Linked DNA regions of Mus musculus: region 1 is linked to region 2. The links are chromatin contacts, called in public HiChIP or PLAC-seq maps. All regions are on one chromosome and are shown on one strand. The core of a region is the stretch at or near the end of the contact, and the rest is flanking DNA. Distances in the headings are between cores, read along the strand shown. Region 1 overlaps Pllp (plasma membrane proteolipid). Region 2 overlaps Cpne2 (copine II).

Region 1 (4,438 bases), core at 337-2,836, 130 kb after region 2:
AAGGCTGGAGCCTGGGACATACTTACAGAGGCAGCTGAGCGCTGGTTATATGGCCGGGAGCCCCTCAGGGATGTCAGATCGACCGCCGCTGCACAGGCGATAAAGGCAGTAATGTAGAGAACCGTGGCAGCGACAAAAAAGATCAGTAACTGTAGGGGGAAGGGCGAGAGGCATAAGCATCCACAAAGAACATCACCACCTTGAAGCCCTGACGGGAAGGCCTGAAGTGTTGGGACGGTGCCACCACAACGAGCCACTTGCCTCTAACCAGCTAAAGAAATGCCATCTCTTGTGTGGCACACGCCATGCCCATGTTCTTCCTATGACCACATCAGCACTTGGCCATGTGCCTGGCCCTCACATCCCTCTGCCCACCAGTGGGAGAAATCTATGACTCCCTTATACTATCCTAAACTCAAGGGCAAATAACAGGGCCAGGGTCCTAGGGAATCTCTACAAAGCACCAAGAAGACTGGATGTGAGCCTTCAGCTGGCAGCGGGGCCTGTTCCATACCCCCAGTGGATGCCTCTTGTCCTCAAACCGGTCTCCAGCCATTTATTGTGCTATACATTTTTAATTGCCAACATTTAAAATTAGATTTCATGTGAAAACTTGAAAATTTCATATTAAACATGTTCAAGATTTCTGGACATAGTGGTACACACCTGTAATCCCAGCATCTCAAGAGGCAGAGGCCAACTTGGTGCATATAGTGAGATGCTATATCAAAATATCAATTAAGATAAGTAGTTGTAGCTCACACCTTTGATCGCAGCACACAGGAGGTAGAGGCAGGCCGATCTCTGAGTTTAAGGCCAGCCTAGACTAGTGAGTTCCAGGTCAGCCAGGGCTACTGAGAAAACCTAGCTCAAAATAAAACAAAACAAAACACCCTCAAAGCTGGGCAGAGTAGCTTACAGGAGCCAGCATGTCAGACACAAAGACAGGAAGACCATGGATTCCAGGTCAGTCGGGCCTACACATCAAAACTGTATCAAAAAAACAAAGCAAACAGCTACCTCAGGGCTGGGCATGTATCTCAGTGTAAAGCTCTGCATTCATGAGGTCCTGGATTTGATCCCTAGCGCCATCAGTACAACAAACAAAATACCTCAAGGCTTGGCACCAGTGGGCCACATCCTCTCAAGGTTGAAGCCGGGCAGAGGCAGCTTCTCAGGGCCAGGTACTTGTTAGGTTTCTAGAACCTTCCTGGCCCAGTTCACTAGTCCATCTTACCTGACCCTTTATATTAAACATGTCCCCAGAGTTGAGAAGGGTCATCACCCAGTTCCTCTCCCAGCTCAGCCCAGCAGCACCAGACACAGCCCCCAGCTGACCTCCTTCACTGGCGCTGTGCTGTGCTGCCAGCCTTGCCTCAGAGACAGAGGTCTCCAGCCTTGTGGAATTCTTCTTTAGGGGCTTGGGATATTCAGAAGGGGGCTAGACCTTTAGCCAGGAGTCCAGCCACCGCCACCTCAATCCCAAATCTTGTCCCCAAGTACAGTGACCACTGCACACCCTGCCCGGCTCTGGCTAGCGAGACCAGGATCTAACAAACCCATTCTGTCTCGGCATGACTCACGTTTCCTCTCGCTAAACAAGCATTGAATTGTAAACAATCGCTGCCTAGTTCCAGCCTCGCCTGCCTTACAATCATGCGCCTCTGTGCTCACTAAAAGGCTCAGACCCAGCTGCATGGGTTTTCTGGGTTCCAGAAAAAAAAAAAAAAAAACCCAGCCAGAGGAGCCTGGCCTGAGACAAACCTGGGGCACCCATTCTCTCCAGAGAGCCAGGGCCTGGAGAGAATGGAGGCAGCTGGCACTGACAAACCCAGACCTCCGAGCTCAAAATTCTGATCCCCCTCAAGAAAGAACAATATCCCAAGATTCCCAAGGATATCTGCAGAGTCAGTCAATAGCCTCTCGATGCTGGTCTCTTCCAAGCACCAAGTCAAACACTCCACTTCCGTCATTAACATACCTTCCCACCCCAGCTCCTCATGTAGCTAAGAGGCAGGAGGATGGCATCACACCCACCCACCTGCCCTCCATTTCACATTTATGGAAGGTCAAGAGGTCCCGTCCTAGCCATTCACAGACGAGAGGACTCAGCCTGGAGCCGCACAGTCCCTGCCCCAAACTCACCACCAACGGCCAGGGCACCATGTACAACTTCATGTGCAGTTGAAACAGGTAGATGATGAAGAAGACGATTGTCACCAGCCAGAGGAAGACAGCGACAAACATGACCCAGCCATAGGCAGGATACAGATGGTATGGGGTGTCAGCAATCAGGGCCCACACCAGCAGCCCCAGTGCCTGTGGAAAAATAAGGGGGAGTTTCTCAGAGCTGAACAGCTCCAGCCGGAGGCTCGGGCCTTGGCCCCCTTTCTTGTTAACTCAAAAAGTTTAGGCTGGCAAGATGGCTAAGAGGGTAAAATGTTTGTCACAAGCCTGACAACCGGAATTCAATTCTGGAACTCAGGTGTAAGGAGAAAAGTGACGACCAGCGGTTGTCCTCCAGCCTTTCTGTGTTCACTGTGGCATGGAACATGGTCACACGCACGTACAATTAAAAACAGCTTCTTCAAAGAAATCTTGACTCCTGTTGTTTACATCTGTGCTGGGCATCTTGTCTGGCCACTCTTCCCCCTTTCAATTCCCATCATGCTGTGTGACAAAAGGCTCTTCCCCGGTGTGACGGTTTGTATATGCTGGGCCCAAGGAGTGACAGGATTAGAAGGTATGGCCCTGCTGGGTAGGGTGTCATTGTGGGTGTAGGTTATAAGTCTCACATTCTAGCTGCCTTGAAGTCAGTCATCTGCTAGCAGCCTTCAGATGAAGATGAACTCTCCGCTCCTCCTGCACCATGCCTGACTGGATTCGCCTCCGTTCTTGCCTTGACGATACTGGACTGAACCTTTGAACCTGTATGTCAGCCCCAATTAAATGTTGTCCTTTATAAGACTTGCCTTGGTCATGGTGTCTGTTCACAGCAATAAAACCCTAACTGAGACACCCAGGTCCCCAGATAGTACCACCCAAGGTAGGAACGGTATCTCTCTCATAGAGTATATGCTCCTCATACCAGAACTGCCCACAGCATTCCAGGGGCTTGACTTTGCCACAGGTGCAGAAAAAAAAAAAATGCTAGAAGCCAGTCAGGGAGGCTAATACTTGTAATCCCAACACTGGAGGAAAAAAGAGACTTACGAATGAGTTCAAGGCAAACATGAGTCATAGGCCAGTCTTGCCCACATGAGCCCCTGTTTCAAAACAAAACTCTGTCTCAAAAAAAGGGGTGGGGGGAGTAGTGGAGAGATGGCTCAGTGGTTAAGACTGGCTGCTCTTCCAGAGACCCTGAGTTCAATTCCCAGCAACCACATGGTGGCTCACAACCATCTGTAATGGGGATCTGGTGCCCTCTTCTGGTGCGTCTGAAGATAGCAACAGTGTACTCATATGTAAAATAAGTAAATCCTTAATAGATAAATAAATAGATAGATAGACAGAAAGGGGAGCGTTTCAAGATGGCTCAGCAGGTAACAGGACTTATTGCCTAAGCTGGAAAGCCTGACAACTTGAGGCGGCCCCTCCCTCCAGAACCCAGAGTGGAAGAGAAGAGCCAGTGGGATGGTAAGCCACGCCAGGAAGCTTGGTGGGTAGAGTAGCCAGGTACCCCCACATCCCCGACTGAGTGTGTAGAACCTAAAAGCATGGGCTTTGTTTAAAACCCGTTCCTCTTCCACCTGCACAACTGCGCAGTGCTTCCTTACCTCATTCGTAACAGTGCAGGGACCACACCCACCTGAGACAGCTACTCAAAGCTCAGTTTTATACTTGAGAGTGACGGTCAGCCTTATGTAAATTTCTCCCCCCTCGAGTCCTGCCACAAAGCACCAAACTCAGATGGTTCTACCCATAGACTTCTTGTAGGAGCATAGCCCAAAGACCCTGGGGAAGACCCAGGGATAGTACAACCCCGTGACTGTCCTGGGCCTCCCCAGCCTCTTCTTTGCTGGCCAAGGATCTCTGTCTAGGTTGGGGGATACCCACTCTCCTCTCATCTGGAACTCTACCAGCCACCATGGGTGTAGAAGTCTACTGTGGCTCTGGAGAAAGCCTCCATTGCTAGAACCAGAAGGACTGTTCCACCCTCTGCCTGCATAGCATGGAAGCCGGTAGCCCCAGTCCAAGGGTGAGACCACTTTCAGTCAGATCTTAGGAGCTGAGCTGGCCTCGGGATACTGATCTTTGGAAACAAGTCCCCATCTCCTGGCCTACCCACTCTGCTCACAGGACATTGGCAAGTTCCCTGGGATCTAAAGAGAAATCCTCACCAGAGGGCTCATGACCCAGAGCTGGGGCTCCTCCAGCCCCCTTCTCTCAAACCACCCCACTACAAGGAAGTTTCTTTGTTTTGGAATACACACTTGCA
Region 2 (4,750 bases), core at 861-3,360:
GAAAAAAGAAAAAAAGCACCTTATTTTAAAGGAGCTGGGATTGTTGACCAATTTACAGAGGGGAAAGTGAGCCCTGGGGCATGTCAGGTTTCTGTGTCATCCAGGGCGTTGCTAATAGAGCCAACAGAGGGAGATGTGACAGTAGGCTAACCCAGGAGTCCAGGGACAGTCAGGGCTTATAGTTACCGGTCAATTTCCCTGCTCTGTCTCCAGAACCATGCTCCTCAGGGAGTAATATCTCCCCAATTTGTGACATATCCTCCCTAATTTCTGCTAAAAATTAGTACACACAGGCTAAAAATAGTCTGGGTCAAGGCCTCTTCCGATCCCGCTGCTACTCCTGCCCTTGGAAGCCTGGATGGAAGGAAAAACCAACCCAGCCCTGGTCTCAAAATAGATTGTCACTCAGGGCTCTGCTATGTGTGTTCCAGGCCAGGAGGTGGTTCCTGCCCCTACTACCATGTACCCACGATGCCCAGCCCTGCTCCCACCCTGGCTTTGGTGCCCATAGCAGGTGGGCATGCTAGACTGGACAAGTCCAGAATTCTATACAAGGCACAATCGCCTCTGCCACCCAAGACCTTGGCCTCACCCAGCTCTGCCTCCTCTGTTTCCTCTTAGCAGCATACACAGTGTGCTTTTGAGAACAGGGTTTACAGGCTGGCAGGATGGCTCAGCAGGCAAGAGCACCGACTGCTTTTCTGAAGGTCCTGAGTTCAAATCCCAGCAACTACATGGTGGCTCACAACCACCCGTAATGAGATCTGACACCCTCTTCTGGTGCGTCTGAAGTCAACTATTATACTTACGTATAATAATAAATAAATTTCTGGGCTGGAGCAAACAGGGACTGAGCGAACAGAGTTGACCCAGAGCGAGCAGAGGTCCTAAGAATAAACACATACATAAAATAAACAAATAAATCTTAAAAGAGAGCGAGAGGGAGAGAAAAGGGTTTTCTTAAGTAAAACATAGAAAATCCACACAGTCACAGGCTTTCATTTTACAGAGGAAAAAGCAGGCCCAGATAGAGAGAGGATTTGTCCTCTGTCACATACCAGTCTGGGATGTGGCCTGAGCTCCTACCCCGGTCCCTGGGAATGGGGAGGGTTCATAGAGTCCGAACTGGGCTTGAATCTTGCACCTGCCTCCCTCTGACTTAACATCTCTGATCTTTGGTGTTCTTACCGATGAGCTGAGGCTCATGAGATGTGAGTGCTGGCGGGAGGCAGTGAGGTACCTCAGTGAGTGCACTGAGGCAGCTAGCCATCAAGGGAACCTGGCCACCACGACTCTGCCTCCCATTCCCCCCACTTCCTGCCCCCCCCCCCATCCCTCCACCAGTTCGACAGAACAGAAACAGCCGTCAACAACCTCAACCCAGCCTTCTCCAAGAAGTTCGTGCTGGACTACCACTTCGAGGAGGTGCAGAAGCTCAAGTTCGCCCTGTTTGACCAGGACAAGTCCAGTGCCCAGTTGGATGAGCATGATTTCCTGGGCCAGTTCTCCTGCAGCCTGGGCACGGTGAGCCTGGGGCTCCCGAGTAGAGTGGGGTACCCAAGGGCCTCACCATCAACCTCTGCTCTTGGGGTCAGGCGGGTCTCAGTCAGGATTTTCTGTCCCCTACTTTCCCTAGCCAATCCTCCCGGGCTCCCCATCTGCTACACAGACAACCCCCCCTACGCCCACCTCCCAGGAGCCAACAGGTCCCAGGGGTGTTGTAGCCCAGAGAGTCTGGCACCAGACAGACCGCTCCCACTGAAGGGGCAACCAAACCCAGTGCCAGCTTCCTGCTACCACAGAGAAGTGGGGACAGTGTGATTCATGGTGCTGTCACCACCGTCCTGTGGTTGACCTATTCCCAAGAGCCCCTGATGCCTCCCTGAGTGCTCCTCTCTGCCTCTCCCACCCCAGATTGTCTCCAGCAAGAAGATCACTAGGCCTCTGCTGCTGATGAATGACAAGCCAGCGGGGAAGGGCGTAATCACGGTACCAGACCTCCCCCACCAGCCTTTCACATCCCTTTTCTGTCTCCGCCACCCTCCCCCATCAATGGACTGCTTCTCCAGCAGATAATCACCAGCTTTGTTGGGAGTAAAAAGGCCCAACTTACAACTTAGCAACAGGTCTCTTAGCAACGGGCTCCTGGCTCTACAGATGAAGTACTGGGGGCTGCCTGGCTGGGGGACTGTCAGAAGGCCCTGCATGATGCGGCTCAGGATCAGGGGTCTTCTTATCATGTGGGGAGGGGTGTCCATAGCCCCCACAACATCCTCCCCCACCAATACTAACCCCTGCTGCTTCTCCCCTGGAGAGCATTTCACGAGCACCGGATGCATACAACCGGTTGTCTCAGCACAGTGATTCCAACAACTGTAATGGTTCCCCCCTGCACCTTGCAGTGAAGTGAATCCAGCAAAGTGCAGGCTCTTCCTGTAGATGGGTTGCTTGGTCCTCGGAGGCCTAGGAGGCAGGGCAAACCCCATCTCATGGAGGAGAGACATGATGAGCAAGAGTGTGTTCCTCTGACAAGATTGTCCATACAGCCTGTAACGCGCTGCTGTAGGCACCCCATACTCCTGTGTATTCTCGGGGGCCCTCCCATGGCTCCCCACGACCTTGTAGTCTTTCCTTCAGCTATGAGGACCTGCTTTGCTTCCCTGCCTCCAAATTCCACCCTTTCTCCTCATGCCCCAAGTTCAGGGCAAGCTAAAATCTATAACATGCCTCAAATAGCCCAAGATGATTCCCGGATTCCCGGGCTGTTGATGCAGCCTAAAGGTGCCTCCTAGTGCACACACACACACACACACACACACACACACACACACACACACTCAGAGTTCACAGCCAGCTCTCAGGGCAGCCTCCTTATATTCCTCATATGCCAGCACAGCAACCCCACTCTTGTTTAGGAATGCCAGTTATTCTACTCCAAGCCCATATTCCTTCCTCTGGAAGATGGGACTTGGCACCATCCTATGGTCTGAGTGAAGAACAAGGAGAGAGAAATGGCCCCAGGGCCTTGGCCTGTTGTACAGGGGACAGAAGGTTGGCCAGTCTTAAGGTTAAGCCCATCTTAGAGTGCATCTGTGGGGAGAGGCCACAGCAGGCTTTTGGCAGTTGTGCTGAGGTCTGAGGGCGTTGGCTATGGGGAAGACATGTGTGTGCTCCTCGTCCTTCCCTGAACCTCAGTTCACTGAGCTGTGTGCACCTGGCTTCTTAGAACTCAGGTTGGAGAGAAAGAGCTTAGGAAAGTCTATACTCTCTGGTACAGCCCATAGCTCACGCCGGCCACTCCTGCCTAACCCCCACAGTATCTCACTTTCTGATTCCTTGTGACCGTTGGATCATTATCCCATTTCTCAGAAAATGGAAACCAAGGTTTAGAAGTCAAGAGGCTGGTCCTGGGTCACATGGCACTCACTCTCCCTTTTACCCTGCACCTAGCCCTGGAGAATTCCATCCTGGAATGGTGGGGAAGGGAAGGAGCAGACACCCCCACCCCCACGCCCCGTCACCCCACTCCCACCCCCACCCCTTCTCACAGCCACGACCTTTCAGATTGCAGCCCAAGAGCTGTCAGACAACCGAGTCATCACACTGAGCCTGGCTGGCAGGAAACTGGATAAGAAGGTAAGCCAGGCAGAGAGGGGCTTCCATGAACAACAGGGTTTCCCACCACAGAGCCCTGGGGCTCGGTCTCTGGCTCCATCATTTTCATTTCCTGACACGGGTCGGGCCAAGCACTGAACCACTCAAGTCAGACTTTCGCCAACTCTCGGGGGGAAGTGTCCTGCCACTTAGAGGGAGGCAGCTTGAGACCGGAAACTTTCTTGTGGCCCCCTTCTCCCCACAGGGCTCCACTGTGACCCTCCAGAGTCCTTCCCCCTCATCCCCTTTGGCCACCAGGTTAGACCAGACCCTCTTGCTCTCCTCAGCTGTATTAATGTTCTCATTTTCAAGTGCTGAGGACGGGACCCAGGACTCTGCTGTGGAGTCACAATACCGGGTGCCGGGGATAAACCAGGCATCTTCCAGTCTCAGACCCACTGCCCTCTCTTCTCACCACCTGGGACCCCTACAGTGAACATTGTCACTGTGTCCTTCCCACATTCTGTCCTTCTACAACCCTTCCCTGGAGACACAGTGGCAGTGCCCCTCGGTTGCCTGTGGTCACTCATGCTGCTGTCCCGTACATTCTTCCTTGACCCGCTCTGTCCCCTTCACTTCTGTGTAACATCTTTAGATGTCTTTTTTTTTTTTTAATGTACATTAATGAATTTCTAGAGGCCACCATGCCCTTTGGTGACTGGCACCATAGATTTATTTATTCATTACCTTTGGAGGGGTCCGAGACACTATGGGACATATGGTCAGAGAACAGCTTATGTAGTCCGCTCTCTTCCTTCCACCATGTGGGTTCTGGGGGAGCAAATTCAAGCCCTCGGGCTTGATGGCAAAGACCCTTACCTGCTGAGCCATAACACTGCCCTGGACTGTAGTTTTAGGTTTCATTCAAAAGTCCTTGGGCCTGGGCTTATTAAAGGCATGGTGTTCTTGGAGTTGCCTCCTCCTCCTGCTGCTGCTGCTGCTGCTGTTTCTGCATACAAGGCTTAGGGTCTCTAGAACACAGAAACCTTGTCTTATTATGGGGGGTTTCATATTTCTCAGTTGGATGCACCAGGCCTCTGGCTGAACCTCGAGGAGACTTAGGGGAAGAGAAGGGACAGACCTGTTGCACCATACC

Evidence for each region. HiChIP or PLAC-seq counts read pairs in DNA pulled down with a chosen protein or histone mark.
Region 1: an HNF4G HiChIP or PLAC-seq map of pancreatic cancer cells shows a contact between it and region 2. The contact joins two enhancer-like sites. A contact is called at or near these places in 3 of 39 promoter capture datasets (HPC-7-derived erythroid cells, hematopoietic stem and progenitor cells and pre-B cells), 8 of 115 datasets of contacts at active chromatin or transcription factors (embryonic stem cells, large pre-B cells, pancreatic cancer cells and 1 more) and 3 of 9 other capture datasets (adipose tissue, liver and pancreatic islet).

Annotation. Positions count from the first base shown.
Region 1 is chr8:94,677,200-94,681,637 of GRCm38.p6, forward strand. Pllp (plasma membrane proteolipid) reads right to left here. Exons shown (of 4, transcript NM_026385.4): 2 at 2,146-2,319; 3 at 27-149. Among named protein-coding and RNA genes, the nearest start is that of Arl2bp, 13 kb to the left of the region's middle. Within about 2 kb of position 1,587, at least 105 of the 459 cell types and tissues checked have an H3K27ac peak or open chromatin away from gene starts, as enhancers often do. A contact at or near this core is called in adipose tissue and pancreatic cancer cells, where this site is marked.
Region 2 is chr8:94,549,826-94,554,575 of GRCm38.p6, forward strand. Cpne2 (copine II) reads left to right here. Exons shown (of 16, transcript NM_153507.2): 3 at 1,345-1,524; 4 at 1,915-1,989; 5 at 3,565-3,636. It overlaps Gm38555 (a long non-coding RNA gene), which reads right to left. Exons shown (of 4, transcript XR_879111.3): 3 at 4,474-4,625; 4 at 777-887. Among named protein-coding and RNA genes, the nearest start is that of Gm38555, 15 kb to the right of the region's middle. Within about 2 kb of position 2,111, at least 125 of the 459 cell types and tissues checked have an H3K27ac peak or open chromatin away from gene starts, as enhancers often do. A contact at or near this core is called in adipose tissue and pancreatic cancer cells, where this site is marked.